Regions from separate parts of the Pan troglodytes genome. Here region 2 is linked to region 1. A link is a contact called in public Hi-C data. All regions are on one chromosome and are shown on one strand. The core of a region is the stretch at or near the end of the contact, and the rest is flanking DNA. Distances in the headings are between cores, read along the strand shown. Region 1 has its middle 100 kb from the start of YTHDC2. Region 2 overlaps KCNN2 (potassium calcium-activated channel subfamily N member 2).

What was found. A called contact is a pair of places that touch in the nucleus more often than the background predicts.
Region 2: a Hi-C map of induced pluripotent stem cells shows a contact between it and region 1, with 2.0 times the contacts expected there. The contact joins two enhancer-like sites. A contact is called at or near these places in 2 of 7 Hi-C or Micro-C datasets (induced pluripotent stem cells and stem cell-derived neural progenitor cells).

Annotation. Positions count from the first base shown.
Region 1 is chr4:111,330,196-111,334,648 of NHGRI_mPanTro3-v2.0_pri, forward strand. No RefSeq gene overlaps it. Among named protein-coding and RNA genes, the nearest start is that of YTHDC2, 100 kb to the left of the region's middle. Within about 2 kb of position 2,231, at least 1 of the 24 cell types and tissues checked has an H3K27ac peak or open chromatin away from gene starts, as enhancers often do. A contact at or near this core is called in induced pluripotent stem cells, where this site is marked.
Region 2 is chr4:112,168,660-112,173,112 of NHGRI_mPanTro3-v2.0_pri, forward strand. All of the region lies in intron 6 of KCNN2 (potassium calcium-activated channel subfamily N member 2), which reads left to right. All of the region lies in intron 9 of LOC107974810 (a long non-coding RNA gene), which reads right to left. Among named protein-coding and RNA genes, the nearest start is that of KCNN2, 400 kb to the left of the region's middle. Within about 2 kb of position 1,877, at least 6 of the 24 cell types and tissues checked have an H3K27ac peak or open chromatin away from gene starts, as enhancers often do. A contact at or near this core is called in induced pluripotent stem cells, where this site is marked.

The sequences.
Region 1 (4,453 bases), core at 981-3,480:
TTTTCATGCACCAATCATAAGCTTCATTGATATGAATTGAAAAAGCTCAGTGGTTTAAATGAAACCTCTTCAAAACCATTTGAGGGAGGGAAGGAATTTTAGAAACTGCATATTCCTTCTCCTTGTCTTACAGATGAGGAACTGCGTTCCCAAAAGTTTAAGAGAGAGCCTTGACTGGAAAAAAAAAGCCCTTTGAAAAAATGGAAAGGATGCCCTGAGGGGAAGGAGCACCTGGAGTCTGGGCTCTCCTCTTTCAACCCCAAATCACTTTAGGATGCCCCTCTGGCTAGCTGAGAGACTGGGGGTGGTGCTGGTTGTGGACTTTAGATGCCTTTGGCTCTGAGACACGTATATTTCAGTTAAAACTGACCATGACTGAAAATCTGATCCTTCTCTTGGGATCCTGATAATGCTAAAGAGAGCTTTACTTAGGGAAGAGTTTGCAAAGAAAGCCGCTTTTCTCTGACATAAGCCTCCCCTCTCCCCTTTCCTGGTTAGCTTTAGACATTTCTTAAGTGCAGTATGTTATTTTGAGGGCCAAAGGTAACCCTATATAGATGTATGTATTATGATAACAGGAATGAGTGACTGAGGCAAAAGTCTTGTTATCAATGGTGAATATCACAGTTACTGTTGGATAATCTGTATGGGTCTGCAGCAGCCTCAGTTCTTGACTCCTCAGAAGAAAGAATTCAACTAAGGGGCATAAGGCAGAAGAAAAGACCAAGGCAAGTTTCAGAGCAGGAATGAAAAGAAAGTAAAGTACACTTAGAAGAGGGTCAAGTGGGAATGTTGGAGGTAAAGTGCCCTGTTTGACCTTGGACTTAGGGTTTTATATGCTGCCAGTGTCTTGCCTCCCTTTTACCTTGATTCTTCCTTTGGGCTGAGCTGCCCACATGTGTGGTGCTGCTAGCACTTGGGAGGTGAGTATGTGCAGTATGTTTACTGGAGTTGTAAGCATGCTCACCTGATGCAGTCTTCCGTTTTCCAGAGGAATGCCCCCAGAAAGTCATATACCAGTTAATTTGCACCATTTTGCCTCTTAATGCATATGCTTGAGCCCACTCACCCAATTCCTGAGATCTTATTGGGAAGCTGCTGATCGCCAGTTTCAGTTGTTTTTATCTAATGGGAAACTGCCTTTCTCTGGCAGAGGCTGTGACCAATTATCATTTTGGAGAGGCCATGTGACAAACTGCCTGACCATCACCTGATGGTTGCCTGGCATTCCTGGTGGTGGTTAGGGGAGCCCTCTCTTGCCCTGCTCATGCCTCATGGCTGTGTCCCCACCCAGATTTCATCTTGAATTCCCACGTGTTGTGGGAGAGGCCAGGTGGGAGGTAATTGAATCATGGGGGCAAATCTTTCCCATGCTGTTCCTGTGATAGTGAATAAGTCTCACGAGATCTGATGGTTTTAAAAAGAGGTGTTCTCCTGCACACGCTCCCTCATTTTTTGCCTGCTGCCATCTAGTTAAGATATGACTTGCTCCTCCTTGCCTTCCGCCATGATGTGAGGCTTCCCCAGCCACATGGAACTGTAAGTCCAATTAAACCTTTTTCTTTTGTAAATTGCTCAGTCTCAGGTATGTCTTTATCAGCACCATGAAAACGAACTAATACACCTGACTAGCTACCTACTGTAATAGTCTCAACTATCTAGATTTATTAAGCCAGCTTTAGGGTATTCTGGGAAAAAATAAGCCATAGACATATGTTCTTCTCTGATTGTTTTTCAGAGAGGTTTTCAGGAGTTCCGTATTTATACATTTCCTTAAAGCAGGGGAAGGCATTTGGAAGACAGACAGGTAGGCAGTTAGATGAATTACATTCTTATGTAATTTGGAAGAGATTACGGCATTTGGAAGAGAGACAGGTAGGCAGTTACATTCTTATGAGACTTTAGTTAGTGGCCAGTGAATCTACATTTTACATGGGATAAAGGGAACCCCTGAAGAGAAAAAAAGGAGTAAAGGAGAATCAATAATGCAGACATTTCTGGGTAGATGGAGGAAGTGACTGACCTCATCTTGTCTTTGTTCTGTACCTGGTAAGATATGTATAACAGACTTTAGTCTTAGGAACTAGACTTAGACTGTAGACCCACAGTTACAATTGGCATGTCCTTGTTTATGGGAGGCCAGCAAATAATTTACTTATAAGTGATCTGTGGAGACAGCCCTCCCTAGATGCCTGAGGCCTTTCACTTCTCCACCTCTCCTTGACGATCTGGCTGATGCATAATGCTAGTAGCAGCTATTCATTTGCAAGAGGATGTTGCATGACTCAGCCTTCAGGCTTAAGCTTCCTTTTGCATAAGGAGTTTGGGGGTCCTGAGATTCTTTAAAATTTTCCTTTACAATAAGGAGTTTTGACAACACTTAAGAGATGTGCTGTAAATATTAGTGTTTGGAGTTCCCAGACACGAAGATAGAGAAAGCCTCAAGTCACATGGGCTGCGAGAGGGGAGCACTGTGGAAAAGTGGCTGGAGAGATTCTCACAAGCAGTGGGTCTTCCTCAATGAGTTCTGTGGCATCCTTCATGTTCAGACCATTAAACCAAGGCACCAAATGGTGCTACCGCATGTGCTCAGGACCCACCTTTCTGGAGGATAATCCTTCCAAATGAATCCTCCAAAATTGTCTTTAAGCAGTATCCAAAGCTACTGCTATGTCTTTTCCCCTCCACTTCCCTATTATGTTTGCTCCTCAGTCCTCAGCCACAGCCTAGAAAAGACAGGAATCAAAGTACCCTTCCTTCACACTTCTTTCCACCAAAGCTAACAATATTAAATTAATAAAGTGCCTTTTAAAAACCAACCTTTCCATTTGCACCAATAGACAAGCTTTGCTATATCTGAAACTCAAGGTTGTCTCTGCTAAATTTCAGTAAACAATTGTGAAGGTCATGATGATGGATAATCACTGTTGTCTGTACAGGTCCACTATCCTATGCCTCAATATGCTGACCTTTATGTTCTTTGATTTCCTGTTAGGTTTGGCCAATGGGAAGCAACAGCAAGAGATGGATAGATGGAAGGAGAGAGAGCTGGAGAATTTCTTTCCCTACATCTGTTGAGTAGCTGGGCAGATTGGCTGGGTCTGAAACCAAACACAGGTTCAGCTACTTGCCACTTGCAAGGTCAAAAATCAAGGACAAGGTGGGGTGGAAGGAAGGAAAGGAATCACCAAGGTTTTGTGCCTGAAAGGAACCATTTCAAATTTCTGGATAGAATGCAAGGGCTTAAAAAGGGAGGTTGGTGGTGGGAGGGGCATGCAAGAGGGGCAAGGAGGTGCCAGTCAGTCTATGTAAGTTGCTCTGATGACTTACCTTGAGTTATTGCCCCATCTGTTGAATGGGCTGGCACCATCCCAGGCACAATCGGGGTGAAAGCTAACTGCAGCTTTGAGTAATCTCCTGGAGGAGGAGAATTCCATAGGTACCTAGATTGTTTCAAGACTCAGTCCGTGAACTTCCAAGAAAACATATAATTAGATGAGGGGGACATTGTGCAAGGGAGTGCCTGGTGGAAGGAAAGAGAGCAAAGGTTACCATATAATTTTCAAGCATCTAAACATAAAGTAAGCAAGGAGGAAAATGGAAAAAGATTAAAAAATTAAAAATAGAGTATTTGGTTACATGTCCTTGACCCTCTGCTGAAGGCCACAGCTTATGACCACCCTCTCCTACAGCTACCGGAGTCTCGGTTTCCAGTAACTCGTTGTTCCTTCCTTTGGCTCATCAGGCCCAGGAATGATAGCAGCTTCCTGTTATTGCTAGTCATGGGGTGTTTCATTATCTCTTGTTATTTTTCCTTAACTCTACTCACTCCTTTGTAAACAGACCTTTCACTAATAACTCTTCACTCTTTCCATCTGCTTTCAGCCAGAACCCTGACCTGCTCAGCCAGAAACTTCACTGAAGTTTCTATAGTCCTCACGTTCCATTAGATCTCTAGACTTATTCATTCTACATATCTGCAACTTTGTATCCTTTGATCTGCATCTCCTTATTTCCTCCCTCTTTCCCCCACCCCACCTCTGGTAACCATCATTTTGTTCTTTGTCTTTGTGTCTTCGACATTTTTTTTTTTTAAAGATTACACATATAAGTGAGATCATGCAATATTTTTCTTTCTGTGTCTGGAGTTTTGCAGTTTCAGGTCTTACATTTAAGCCTTTAATCCATTCTGAGCTGATTTGGTGTGTGGCATAAGAAAAGAATCCTATTTTATATTTTATTATATTTCATTTGGTTTTTAATTTTTAATTTCATCAACTGTGACTTTGTTGTATGAAAAGAGTGTGGGTAGCAAATCTCTTGCTCCACTTTGGAAATCCCCTCCCCTCCCACTAAAGTGGAGATTCCTACCTAATCTAACTCCTGGAGGTTTGTTAACAAAGATTAAAAGAGAAAGTGAAGTGGACATGCTTTAAAATAAAAATGTGTTTTA
Region 2 (4,453 bases), core at 627-3,126, 840 kb after region 1:
GTGTTCTGAAGCCTTTATGGAGTAGGGGACTGGTGGGTCTTAGCGGTGATGGTTTGAGTTTGAGACAGCTTCGTTCACTACACTGTGCTCCTCCTGCATGAACCTAGACCTGTGTTTTAATTCAGTTCCTGACATTTTGGCATTGAAGTCTATATTTTAGCTGCTCATGCTGAATCAAGCAAGGTGCAATTAGGAGGCATTCTAAGACTAATTTTTAGAATTGAAGTGGGAAAATTTAACTGGTAAACCTTGAAAATGACCTTCCCAGAAAATCTGTGCTCATTCTCCTCAGCCTGTCTGGAATCATCTTCATCTGAGAACTCCCTCAGCTCGCTGGGTTTGGTGGCTCAGTTTTCTGACTCTGCTTCTTATCTCTCTCCGAGGAATAATGCAATGACATTCAGGAATGTTCTGCTTCCCTAGAAACATAGCTTGAAACTGTGAAGTGCTGGAGGCTTAGACTTCTTGTCATTGTTTGTTCTATGTAGGAATTTTCATTTGCTGTATTTTGAAAATTAAAAATTTAGAATCAATTTGTGATAACTGCGTACTGTAGATGGGGCACCTTAAGCTGGTTGATTTGGATCAGTGGCGCATATTTTTTTCTCAGTTGACTGAGAGCCCTAAACAGAAGCCCTGTCAAAAAATTCTCAGGAATACGTGACTGATACTAGACATAGAGATGTACGTCCTCCCTCGGCCTGCCACCCTGGAGATTGAAGTGCTAGTGTTGGTAGGAGGAGAGGCAGCTGAGGGGGCCCAAAAATGAAATGGCACAGAACGATCGTGAGCTTTCTTTTTTCATTTGGACTTCTTGTCACTGAACTTCCCACTTTCTTCCTGCTTTCATTTTGTGGCCTGCTGTACCCTCACCCCCATGTTGCTTCTGCCTTTCCAAGGGACCTCTGACTAACCTCTTCCTCTCCCTCCTCTCCTTCTCCAGCCCTCTTTTCACTCTTTGTCATACTAGTTACTGTGCTCATTGGCAGTGGCAGCAAAACGTAGTGTAGGGTAGAAGGGAGCAAAACCAAAGCTGCGCATACTCTGAGCAGCCCTCAGGTATGTCACCTTGCTTCTGTGCAAGAAGGCCCGCTTCCAAAAGTAATGACTTTTCTTTGTATCTACTTTTACGTAAATAGAGAACTTGCTGAATGTAGAGCACACAGTCTGTACACTGATGAGGACTTGGGTAGCGTTTTGTTATCTCCGTGCTCACAGCCACCTGGTGAGGTAGACAGTCTGTTCTCTTAGAGAAAAGCGAGGCTCAGACATTAGGATGCACTGCTGTGGGTCACGCAGAACAAGAGGTGGGGCAGTACCTCTGAACCCAGCTCAGTTCCTCCTTGCCTCTTGTCTCAGAGCAAGTGAACAAGACCCTGACTTTTATATCTTCAAATGCAGGTTCATTTCCAACATTGCCTAGTTAAAAACATCCACAGGGATTTTTTTTTTCCTTACAGATTTAAGAGATAAGATCTGGTCTTTGATCTTGAGAATCTCAGAGGGGTGAAATGTACAGATGCTGCCTCCTCAGATCTGCTACCTGAGATTGGATTTAGAATAGAGTAAGCATCCAAACACACACACACACACACACACACACACACACACACACACACACACGCACTCTTCCCTTAGAAGAGCCCTTAACCCTTAAAATTCTTGGTAACACCCCAGGGCTACTGGGCATAGGAATGGCCTGGGACTTGTTTGCTTCAGCCATGACTTCTGTTTCCCATGTTGAACACCCTCTCCAGGGTGCCCAGAATGGGGGCTTTCCCTGCAGGGTATTCCCACAACATCACCTCACAGCCCTCCTCTAGCACTGATCTGGCTGAACTCTGCAGAGCAGCTGTGGGGATAAACTGGTGTGGCACTGCCACCTAGTGACTGCCCGCCACGCCGTTCTTTGCCTCTGAGGTGCCGTGCATCCATCAGCTGGCTGCTACCCATCATGGAAAATCATGGTGGGGGCTTCTAAAAATAGAGTCTGCCAGGCCAATGTCAACATGCTCTCTCTGCTATCAGCAGAGCCTGGTACACATCAGACATGGATTAGATTAAGTGTTTTTGAAAAAGTGGTTTTCTGGGTAAGGGAATCTTTGGGCCTGGTCGAGCATGGCTCCATCTGTCTGCTGGGGTTCCAGTTTCCTCTTGGAGGAGCTCACAGTGTGCACAGGATGCCTGGCACGCAGCAGGAGCTGAATGAATAGAGGTTGCCCCGCAATGTTTAAATATCCACTGGTCTGGAAGTTAGAAAAGGAACAGGAGGAAAGAGAAACTTGGTCAGAAATGCTAGTCCTGGTTAAAACATTGTTCTGGATTTTGATATTTTTTGATTTCCCAGAAAGTATCAGGGGCTTGAGAATATAATTCTCTTCAGGTGTTTTTGCCAAATTCCAAGATTTTCCAGTTTCACTACTTTCCAGATGTGTTGATATGAAGCCAGCTCCAGATTGTCTGATGGCCATTACTAGAGTCCCAGCTGCCCTGAAACTCTAGGCCAGTGGTTCAGAACAGGAGTAATACCGCCCCCAGGGGAATTACGGAAATTAGTGGAGAATTTGTTTTCTTGTTGCTGCCTTGGGCCAGGGATGCTGTGTATCTGTTACGCATTTAACAAAACACTGTTGTACATCCCACTTGACTTCAGATTGACCTACTGGATATTACATATATCAAAAACCTGTTTATAATTTTCTTAGCTTAGACGTAAATTCATTTTAAATAAGGACATAAAATAGTTTTGCTCAGTAGTAATCAACATTTAATTTTCAAATAATGTAATTTTCTAATAATGTATAAATTGGGGGAAATTATTAGTGATACCGTCTGTGTTCTTATAGGTTTTTAACATAGTAGTGAAAGTTATATAGGTGTAAGATTTGAGACTTTTAACTTATTGACAGATAAGTCATTGCTGAAGTCACTTATTCCAATATGACATGTAAATGCATAGTGAATAATAGAGTTAGAAAACACAACCTCTTTGTCATCTCAGGGAAACTTGATAAATGTAATTCTTCAAGTTTGAAAATTTGTGTATGTTCTATCATTCCCTTTTCCATTGGGACTTTGAACTTTATTTTAAAGTAAGCTTATGCTCTTAGAACATAGCCACTGATGGTCTGGAGACAAAAAAGTAAGTTGTCTATATCCCAAGTGTGAATGAAACTGTCATTAGCCAAGGTTAATGCATGAAAAGAAACCGGACCTTTTACAGAACCATGCCCCGCCAAACATATGCACACACACACAGGGAGAGAGAAAAGTGGTTAGCTTTGACATTTTTCTCAATGAAAAGAAGAGAGGAAAACATTCCAAATGTGCAAAGTCAAAGGAGCAAAAGAAAATCAAGGTAAAAATACTCACTTTGGCATTTTAGAGTCAGTAAAGAATTATATAATTTATAAAAATTCAAGGCTGGAGGCGGTGGCTCAAGCCTGTAATCCCAGCACTTTGGGAGGCCAAGGCGGGCAGATCATGAAGTCAGGAGATCAAGACCATCCTGGCTAACACGGTGTAAACCCCATCTCTACTAAAAATACAAAAAAATTAGCCAGGCATGGTAGCGGGTGCCTGTAGTCTCAGCTACTTGGGAGGCTGAGGCAGCAGAATGGCGTGAACCCGGGTGGCGGAGCTTGCAGTGAGCCAAGATCACACCACTGCACTCCAGCCTGGGTGACAGAGCAAGACTCCGTCTCAGAAAAGAAAAAAAAAAAAAAAAAGAATCAAATGGAATCCTGCCTAAATTAAAGCTGGGCTTTAGATGTAGCAGCATTATACTGCCTGTTGCCACTGCTGCTTCTCTTTGCTTACTTACTAATATTAAAGGAAGTCTGTATTGAAATCCTCAAGATCCTAAAGCCATGTTTATGTTTTCATAATTCAGTTATAGGGAAAAAATAGGAGTGCCAGGAGGGGACTATGAGAACGTCAAATAGATTGGGGCAGTTTACATTCTCATACGTTCTATAAATTAGTTCCAGAGAGAGTAGTTTCATACATAAAACTACAGCATTTATACTTTAGAGCACCCTCACTTAGGGAGGTTTTTATTAAAGTGTTTGGACTTACTGGATTTTACATTTTATTTGAATTTAGAACTGTAATTTTAGGTGTCAGTGTTGGAACATTATTAGACACTCATGTCATCATTTTCAATCTGTTGCATATATTTTTCTTTGATAGGTCTTTACATCTGGTGTTCACATTTATTACAGCTTGCATATTACCTTATTCCTTGCAACCAGTTTTCTCCCTTACCACATTTTAAGCTTCTCATGAACGCTTACTATTTTTACTCATCTACATATTCTCAGTGCCTCCAAAAGTTTCTTTACATGTAGATGTTCACCATGTTATTGAATGAGAAACTCCTGAAATAAAGCTAATTGATGGTTCTCAGACTAGATAGCATATTAAAATCATCTGGGGAGCTTTTAAAAAATCC